Regions from separate parts of the Rattus norvegicus genome. Here region 2 is linked to region 1. The links are chromatin contacts, called in public Hi-C maps. All regions are on one chromosome and are shown on one strand. Each heading gives the region's core, a stretch centred on a gene start, on an enhancer-like site or on the middle of the called end of the contact. The rest is flanking DNA. Distances are from core to core; before and after follow the strand shown.

What was found. Hi-C and Micro-C count contacts between places; a contact is called where the count stands out from the background.
Region 2: a contact with region 1 is called in a Hi-C map of frontal cortex, with 2.4 times the contacts expected there. The contact joins two enhancer-like sites. A contact is called at or near these places in 3 of 12 Hi-C or Micro-C datasets (the Rat2 cell line, frontal cortex and kidney).

Annotation. Positions count from the first base shown.
Region 1 is chr5:156,092,197-156,096,834 of GRCr8, reverse strand. Vwa5b1 (von Willebrand factor A domain containing 5B1) reads left to right here. Exons shown (of 22, transcript NM_001107988.1): 15 at 2,003-2,204; 16 at 2,533-2,850. Among named protein-coding and RNA genes, the nearest start is that of Vwa5b1, 41 kb to the left of the region's middle. Within about 2 kb of position 2,099, at least 3 of the 93 cell types and tissues checked have an H3K27ac peak or open chromatin away from gene starts, as enhancers often do.
Region 2 is chr5:156,199,826-156,204,463 of GRCr8, reverse strand. All of the region lies in intron 1 of LOC108351048, which reads right to left. Among named protein-coding and RNA genes, the nearest start is that of Ubxn10, 41 kb to the left of the region's middle. Within about 2 kb of position 2,648, at least 3 of the 93 cell types and tissues checked have an H3K27ac peak or open chromatin away from gene starts, as enhancers often do.

The DNA.
Region 1 (4,638 bases), core at 850-3,349:
CTCAGCTCATGGACTTCAATCAGTGATACACAGCCCGTCGTCCTGGTGTGCACTGCTGTAAAAGAGACCCTGACACACTGAGCATTGTCACACATTTAGCTACTTACCTGTCTCTAATATGGAAAAAATTGTGACTTGTCTTAACTGCCATGGCTCTAAGCATCTCCACTTGGCTAATATGTTCAATATGAACTGCTTGTGGATGAAGGCCCCCACTATTCTAATTTTGTATTTTCCCTCCAATTACATGAGAGAGAATTCGTTTCTCTTTTTAAGGTCAGAATAAGAATAGTTGTTTATTGAGTACACCTGGAGAGGGCTAATAGGCCGGGCAGTAAGTAGGTACCCCCCTCAGCTTAGGGCAATGGGTCACATGAGGCAGGGGGATGGGATGTCTCTCTGTGCTTGGAAGAAGTCCCCCTCCCGTGTGTAGCTTTTGGGCATGTAGATTGTGTCGTGAGGAGGAAGGCAGTCTGGGTAGGCTGGTAAACAATGCTGGGATCTTAGTGTGAGTCAGCATGGTAGTGCCACCCAGTCTTGTAGCCTCTGCTGTACAAATCAGGGCAGCCGTGGTCTGTCACCCAGCACTGGGCTGCAGTTGTGTGACATCTAAGAAGCCTGACCTGAGACAATCCCTGAGTCTCATGGTATGAAAGAACTCCTTTCATGTGTGTGTGTGTGTGTGTGTGTGTGTGTGTGTGTCTGTGTGTGTGTATGTGTGTGTGTATGTGTGTGTATGTGTGTGTGCACGCACACACACACATGTGTTCGAGTGCGTGCCCTCTGTGCACTGCATTACACACAAACACACATGGTAAAGAAATTTAAAAACATTAAGCAAGCTTGTGTTTTCATAGAATTCAGTGGATCCTGAATTCCAAGAGCATTTTCTTTTTTCTAAAAAGAGAGAGAGAGAGAGAGAGAGAGAGAGAGAACTCCATCATACATGTTGCAAGGATATTTCCCATCTACCCCTTGGCTTTCGGAGGCTTGTTTATAACAAGCCCAAGAACAGAGAGATGAAATTATCAAAACAGACTGTAAAGTCCACAAACAAAACCAAACACACATGCTGGCTCTGTGAGAATCGTGTGTTGAACTGATAAGATCCAGAGAGCCCCGCTACATTCCGTAAACAGCGCTGAGGTCTGAAGCACTCGGGAAATCAAAGTAAAAGCTAGTTCCTATCTCCTTACAGGAAAAGTCCCAGATGAATCAAAGGCTTAAAACACACAAACAACCAAAAAAACTCAAAACTTCTAGAAGATTTTCTTGGGGGTGGGAAAGACCTTTTAAGCATGCCATATGGGGAGATAGATGTAGGGGGAAGGTTGGTAATTTTAACTACGCACAAAAAAGGTTTTAAGCTCTCTGCCAGAAAAGAAAGTAGGTTTGGAATTATCCGTGGTATGAGGTTTTCTGTGCTTTGGAGTTGACCATGGCCTGGAATCTTTCTGGTTTCTGTTTCTCAAGGGTGGTGGGGACTAGGTCCAGGGTCCCTGGGTCCCTGAGAGGCCTGACCTGTGGAGAAAGAGAGAGATCACTGGGGGTTGGAGGAGGGAAGAGAGGGAACTGTTGGGGGAAGCAGAAGGAGGCTCTTGCCACATGAACTTCACCTCCTTTATTTTCCCCCTCTTCCTCTTTCCATCCTCCTAATTTTCTTCTTCCTCCCTCCTTTTTCCTCCTTCCTTCTCCTTCCTTTCCTCATCCCTCCCTCCCTCCCCTCCGCTCCCCATGCCCTCCTCCTTCCCTCTCCCTCCTCCCTCCCCTCCTCTTCCTCCCATCTTATTTATCCCCTCCCTCTCCATGTCCCCCTCCCCCCCCATCCTCCTCCACACACACACACCCGCCATCCTCCTCCTCACACACACACACACCCGCCATCCTCCTACACACACACACACACACACACACACACACACACACACACACACACACACACACACACGCCTCCCTCTGCCTCTCCTCCCTCCCTTCCTCCTCCCCTTGCTTTCCTCCTTAGCCGCTACTCACCAGAGGCCATGACCCAAGCCAGGGCCCCAGACTTCATGGCCCTGGAGCCCGCAGGCCTTCCCTTCTTCCTCAAGGCTGCCAGCCCATGCGGTTCTCTGGCCCGGAGCCCCAGGCCTGGAGCCCCGTGAGAGAGCTGGGTCTTGGCTCCGGCCGGAAGTCTGTCCTTAACAGCCGAAGCTCTGAGGACCTAGGTAAGGGTCCAAGGTCCAGGGTCTGAGGGAACAGGAGGGCTGTGACCCAATTTCAGATGACAGGGACAGAGTACCAGTGCCTGTCTTGCTCTGAGAACCTTTCTGGGTCCAACGCATCTGTCCAGCCCCTCAGGGACAGGCTTCCAGAAAGGTGGATCTGTCCCTCTCTGGAACACGCGCAAGCCCCCTGTGTGGCATTAGCGCTTTAGGAAGGAGCTGTCCTTTAAGCCTTTCTATTTTCTAGAAGTGACTGCCCCCAGGGGAGGGATGATATTCTCTGTGAATGGCTGCCTGTGCAGCCTCAATTTCAGCCTTCTTGTCCCTCCAGCCACAGAGCCACCCCCTTTTCCCTCGACCTTGGAACCAGAGACATCCTCAGACTTGGAGCCCACGGCTGAATTAGAGGAGCAAGCTCCCTACAGGACCGCCACGCCAAGCCCTGTGCTGGGCAAAGTTTTGGTCAAAGGAGTGTGTGACAACCAGCATATGCAGTGGGAAGTGAGCTTTGAGCTAGAACCTCCAGCCCTGCGGAGGGAGGACACACAGAACGATGACATGTGGGGCGAGACTTTCCACCACCTGGCGGCCCGCGCCATCATCCGCGAATTCGAGCATCTGGCCCAGCGCGAGGATGAGATTGAGCTGGGTGAGCGACCAGGATTGGGGATAGCGGTATTCCCCTTAGCAGCACAGTGACCTTCCCACTGCCCGAGGCCAGACTTGTGCCTTTCCAAAGCCCCGCCCACACCCTGAGGCCCGCCCTCCAGAAGCCTAGCGCCACATCTACTGCCCAAGATCCCTTCTCTCATTTTTGAACTCCCACCCACACCCAAACCCCTCAAAGTCCCTTACTCTGTCTCAGTAACCTAAGGTTAGCCCTAGGCTAGCCTCATCAACTAGCTCCACACTATGCACCCCTCCTCCCCTGCCTCTGACCCTTATAACACCCCTGCGGAGGTCAAGGCTCCATCTCCATACCACTAACTGTTTCCCGGAGCCCACGCTACACCATGTCTCACCCCACATTAAATGGAGCTTGGGGCTGCATCCTCAACCTGAGGTGCCCTCCCTTCCTCAGCCCCGGCCTCCTCCATCTTTTCCACTCTCCTGGTGACCCATCCTCCTCTCTTCCTGTGTCCTCCTCTCCTACCAGTGCTCCTATACTCTCCCACCCCTGTGCTCCCTCATAGCCAGCATTTCTCTTCAGTGATCCATGTCTGGTTCTGGATAGCCAACAGTGGTAGGAGATCCTCTGAGGTCAAACCTTTCCCACAGGACCCCTAGACCTAGCCTAGATCCTGCCCACTCACACCAGTCCCAATGACTTCCACACAGTCAGCTGGGGACCAGGCTAGGTGTTTGGCCCCACAAAGGCCTCGGAGGGTTGGCTGGCATAGAATACAGTAATCTCATCCTTTCCCAGGGGTACCTGGCACTGGCTAAGAGAGGCCAGCATTAATCAAACGATTACACAGCTAATTAAGTAAGTCCTGTTCAGAAACACATAAATTCCAAGCCCTGTGTAGCAGGGCTGGGTTGTGAGCTAATTTAGTTCAGGAACTGGGGCAGCTTTTCCCCAGGACTTGACTAGTGAAATCTCAATAGGACACACTTGGAGAACAGAGATAAGGGCCAGTAAGAATTATGGGGTTCCCTTGTTGTGAGTTTATGTTTCCTTTACATACTATGTGGTTTATATTCCATTTGTATTTAGGGATAATGTATGATCCCCTTTCCTTTTACTCCTCCCCCTTCGTTGCCCTGGTTTCTTGAACAGCCCTCAGAAGGCAGCAAGCCATCAAGAGAGCTCACTACTTGGTAGAAAGGGCGTGAACTTCCAGGTCAGGTCATCCTGAGTCCTAATCTCAGGTTCTGGCTAATTTGCTATGTGTTCAGTCTGAGAGAGAGAGAGAGAGAGAGAGAGAGAGAGAGAGAGAGAGAGAGAGAGAGAGAGAGAGAGAGAGAGAGAGGGAGGGAGAGAGTGCAAGCGAGAGGGAGGGAGGGAGGAGGAGGAGGAGAAGGAGGAAGAGGAGGAGGAGGAAGAAGAGGAGGAGGAGAAGGGAAGAGATAGAATCTGTCTCTGCCTGCCTGCCTGTCTACCTGTCTGTCTGTCTATGTATGTCTGTCTATTTTTGTCTCTGTGTGTCTCTGTGTATATGTCTGTGTGTATCTATGTGTGTCTGTGTGTCTATATCTGTGAATCTGTGTGTAGGTATGTCTGTGTGTATGTGTGTGTGTGAGTATGTGTGTGTGTGTCTGAGTGTATATGTCCATGTACCTGTGTGCGTTTGTGTGTATGTCTGTGTATGCATGTGTGTGTGCGTGTGTGTGTGTGTGTGTGTGCGTGTGTGTGTGTGTGTGTGTGTGTGTGTGTGTGTGTTGGGGGGACTGTGCCAGTTGTGGAAGTGTGGGCAGATAGGTGTATATGGAAGCC
Region 2 (4,638 bases), core at 1,399-3,898, 110 kb before region 1:
CATTTGTCTGTAAGGGATTGAGCCACAGACAGTATGAAAATTAGTTAGAACGAGGTTGTCTGAATTAATTCTGTCCATCTGTCTGCCCGTTCATCCTTGTGTGTGTGTGTGTGTGTGTGTGTGTGTATGCGTCTGTCTGTCTCTCTCTGTCTCTGTCTGTCCATCCGTCTGTCTGTCCATCCGCCCGTGTGTGTGTGTGTGTGTCTGTCTGTCTGTCTCTCTGTCTCTGTCTCTGTCTCTCTCTGTGTATGTATGTTTGTAGGTATGTAGAAAGAATTAGAGAGATGGGGCAGGGTGCGAATTCATTCTAACATTTTCATTGGCCTGTGTTACACACAAATCAACACTACTGTTTGGCATGCCTTGTCGGTCCCGTCTTGTGAGAATTGAAATCTTAAACTGGTTACAGATTATCTGGGACTGGTGGGAGGGGAAGGTGCAAGCCTCCAAGCCAGATGACTCAAGTTCTATCCCTGAAGCACACATGGTGGAAGGAGAGAACTGATTCCCAGAAGTGTCCTCTGACTTCCACAGGGGCACCATGACCGTACATGCCCCAACCCCAAAAGATAAGTTTAAAACATTTATGGTACTGGAATGTCCTACCCTTCTACCTCCCAGCTCCTCTAGTGGGATGAGGTAGGCCGAAGACCACAGGCTTTGGGGCAGACCCTTTGTCATGGTTTGTAAATGTTTGGCCCAGGAAGTGGCACTATTTAGAGGTGTGGCCTTGCTGGAGTAGGTGTGTCACTGTGAGGGTGGGCTTTAAGACCCTCATCCTAGCTGCCTAGAAGCCATATTCTGCTGACAGCCTTCAGATGAAGATGTAGAACTCTCAGCTCCCTCTGCACCATGCCTGCCTGGATGCTGCCATGTTCCCGCCTTGATGATAATGAACTGAATCTACGAACCTGTAAGCCAGCCCCAGTTAAATGTTGCTCTTAGAAGAGTTGCTTTGGTCATGGTGTCTGTTCACAGCAGTAAAACCCTAACTAAGACACCCTCCTAAGATTTAGGGAAAAAAAATCTGTTCTCCTATCTGTAAAACTAGAATGAAGTGTGTCCTCACAAGGCTTTGTGACTATTAAAGAAGAAATGTTTTCCACTAGGGGAGGAGTAAGGACTAATAGATGTTAGTCTCCCCTCCCCCGTCTCCTCTTCCCTCTTCTCTGCCCCCTTCTCCTCTCCCTCCCCTCCCCCTCCTCTTTTCCTCTCCATTCCCTGAAGCATCTTCTCCTTCCCCCACCCTCCCCTTTCCTCCTTCAGTTGTGTTCTTAGTTCTTAACCTCTGAAGATAGAACCGACTTTCCCCCACTGGTTCCTTATAGATCAACTCAATCCAAAGCACAGCCCATCAGTAGAATTTCATTCAAAAATAAATATATAATGTGTGTAATTGAAGGTATTGTACCTTCAATAGGTAATTGAAGAGATACAGTGTGGTGTCCCTGTGCAAGTGTGCAAAATGTGAAAGCTGAGTTGGGCTAATGAACACATCTCCCGCCTCAAACATGCATCATTTCTCTGTATTGTAAACAAAGTCTCCCTTCTAGATATTTTAAGCAATGCATCACCGTTAATTATAGACACTCCGCCCTATTGTGCTACCGAACACAGCACCACACTCAGCTCTGTTCAGCTGCAAGTGTGGACCCGTTAGAATTTCTCGTCTGTGGTTCGGATCTCCACCCAAAGATCTTTATTTTAAAAGGTTGGTCCTAGGTTGGGGATGTGGCTCAGCAGGAAGGGTGCTTGTCTGTTGTATACAAAGCCCTGGACTGGGTCCCCAGTACTGCACAAACCAGGCATGGTGGCCCACACCTATAACCCTAGACTTAGGAGGTAGAGGCAGGAGGTTCAGAAGTTCGCCTTGGTCTTTGGCCCCGCCCATGGCAATGACAGGAGGAGGTGGAAGCTTTGGTAGCCGGGCCCTTCTGGAAGGGAACTAGGTCACAGCTCACTGAGGGCTCCATAAGGTGAACAGACCTCCTCTTCAAGCCAAATGTTCTCAACTGTGTCACAACCGGAAGAAATGGGGTCACATGACCACAAGCAGACCCCCTCCCTGAAACCAGGAGACAAAACGAAGTTGATTATCTCAGGCATTTTGTTATAGTAACAGACACTGGCTAATGACCATTTCCACCCTTCATTTCCACGGATCCTGTGCAATCCTGGAGACCTTAGAGTACAGATGTCAACACCTGACATCCGAGGTCTTTAGCGGAGAGCAATGACTCTCTGCTCATTGTTCTGGGATGTCCCCAGAATTTCTTCTCCTGCCTCCTGTGACAGGACCTCAACAGTTGTTGCCACCTCTCTGCCTCCTCTCACGTTCTCTCCGTTATCAGCCTCGAACCGCTGCACTACTCAGGGGCTGCCCAGTGCCCTTATTCAAGGGCAAGGGTCGAAAAGAAGATTGCAGACACTCTCAAAGCTCCGACAGGCTGGCTTTTGCAGCAGCCCAAAAGGGAAATGCTATGAGTGTTTATGCAAATGACTAAGTGGGCTTACCCATCTTGGTAGCTGTGTCACTTCTCCCACACACGTGCCCACCAGGGCTACCCATTGGCCCCGGGGGCAGGTTGTCTGCTGTGGTGGTGGTGTGGAGGAGCCTGGGGAGGGGAGTTGTTGGGGGACAGTGAAAAGAAAAGAGCACAGCCTGGAGAAGGTCTAAATTTAGGGGACAGAGAGGGAAGAGAAGCCAACAGAGCGGAGAATACGTGTGGGAAAAAAAGTGGCTGCATCAAGAGAGTGTGATTTCACGGAGTCCAAGAAAACTGGGAGACAGAGAAATGCTCAGCAGGTGCTACTCCTGACCCACAAGCGCCACTGCCTGCTACAATGTGCCAGAGTCTATCCCAGGACACGATGGAAGTCACCTCTGTCAATGCCTTCCTTAGTATTACACTTACATTCCAAATACTGAGATCCAAGATTAGTACGAAACACCACACCGCTGTAAATGACACAGACACGTATAGAATTCCGATAGCTGTGTGGCTTCCCCACCGTTCTCTGCCATCTCCTGTGAGGAGGCTCACATTCAGGTTTCGAGCACTGGCATTGCCAACGTACAATATGGGATTTTCTCCAAGGTCGGATTCCCTGAGACTGATTTGTTCAGGGTTCGTGGAACAGTGTGCCCTTGATCATAGTTGCACGAAGAGAGCAGCCCTCAGAAATGCACAGGAGAAACTGCACTGCCGTGCAGCCACGAGGAAGGTCTCATCCAACCCTGCTGAGGCAAAGGGTCATTGAGGGGACCCACTGGCAGCCATCAGTCACCGATACCCTCAGTAATAGGAATTAAGACTTCAGATCCAATGTGTGGAAACGATTACACGTTCACCACCAAGCTCAAATACATACGGGTCCCCCTTCATATTCCCTGAAGGATGATGCTGATATTGGGCACAGGGGTGCTTGAAGAAGGAAGGTTTAAGGCAATAGATACAGCCCAGTTGAGGAGGGGTCCAGGAGGAGAACACAATCTAATGAGTGTTGGTTGCTAGGCATCATATAGGATTAAGACACTTAGCCCTGAGGTGCTAAGTCATTTAATAGAGCCACTGGCATTTAAAACAAGGGCTTGTTCTCTCCTCAGCATAGCAAATGGGGTTACTAGAATCTGAAGCAGCCTCACTAGCAAGAAGGCTTTTTGTCTTTTTTCTCTGGTCCATAGTGACTGCATCTCATCCCGTTGGTGGGAGCTCAACTTCAGAATCTGACATCATTGGCTAATAGGTACAAAGCAGGAGGGGCGGGACTCTTGCCTGGCTAACTGGCTTTGATTAAAGTAAAACTCTCACAGGGCCAAGTTCAGACTCTCTCTGGCTACAGCTACCAGTATTAAGCACCCGAGGCTCGGTATGAAGGACTTCCGTATCAACAGTGGATGGGGGCGACAGTCATCAACATTGCAGAGTTGGATAACAGGACTCAGAGGTCTCTTTAGTGTCCCTAAAGCCAGGGAAGGACTCCTTCTCAGAGGCACACATTGGTGTGTTGGTGTGCCCCCGTGCATCCTGCCTCTCACTGTGTGACTCAGGACAGTTCCAATGCACTCAGGCCCCACACTCCCTTAGCCTCCAGTCTCCCACAAGCTCACACTCAGGTTTAGGTTCTCCCACCACCAGGCCTGTGCACACCTTAGCTGGCTACCACAGAGCTCTTGCAGCCCCGAGGACTCCAGTTCGAACTCAGCCATGTGGCCTCAGGGACATAGCTACTTCACCCAGCCATGGAATACAGCAGCAGCACTGAAACCCAAGTCTTCCTGACTCAAACTCACTTCTGAGTTGACTGTGGCCCCCAAAGGGCAGAGCAGAGAGGACACACCTCCTACACAGCAGGCACTTAGTGGCTGTTCCCTAGTCAGTTTAGGATTTCCAGGCAGGGATGCCAAAGATGTCTAGCTTCTCAAAGGGTGTTTGAGAGCTGCACAGTGTGATTGTGGTAGTGGAGGTGATGGTGGTGGGTACGTATTGTTGCTGCTGGTGGTGATGATAGTGTTGTTGTTGGTGGTGGTGATGATAGTGGTAGTGCTGGTGGTGGTGGTGGTGGTGGTGGTGGTGGTGGTGGAGGAGGTGGTGATGGTGGTGGTGGTGGTGATGGTGGTGGTGGTGGTGATGGTGA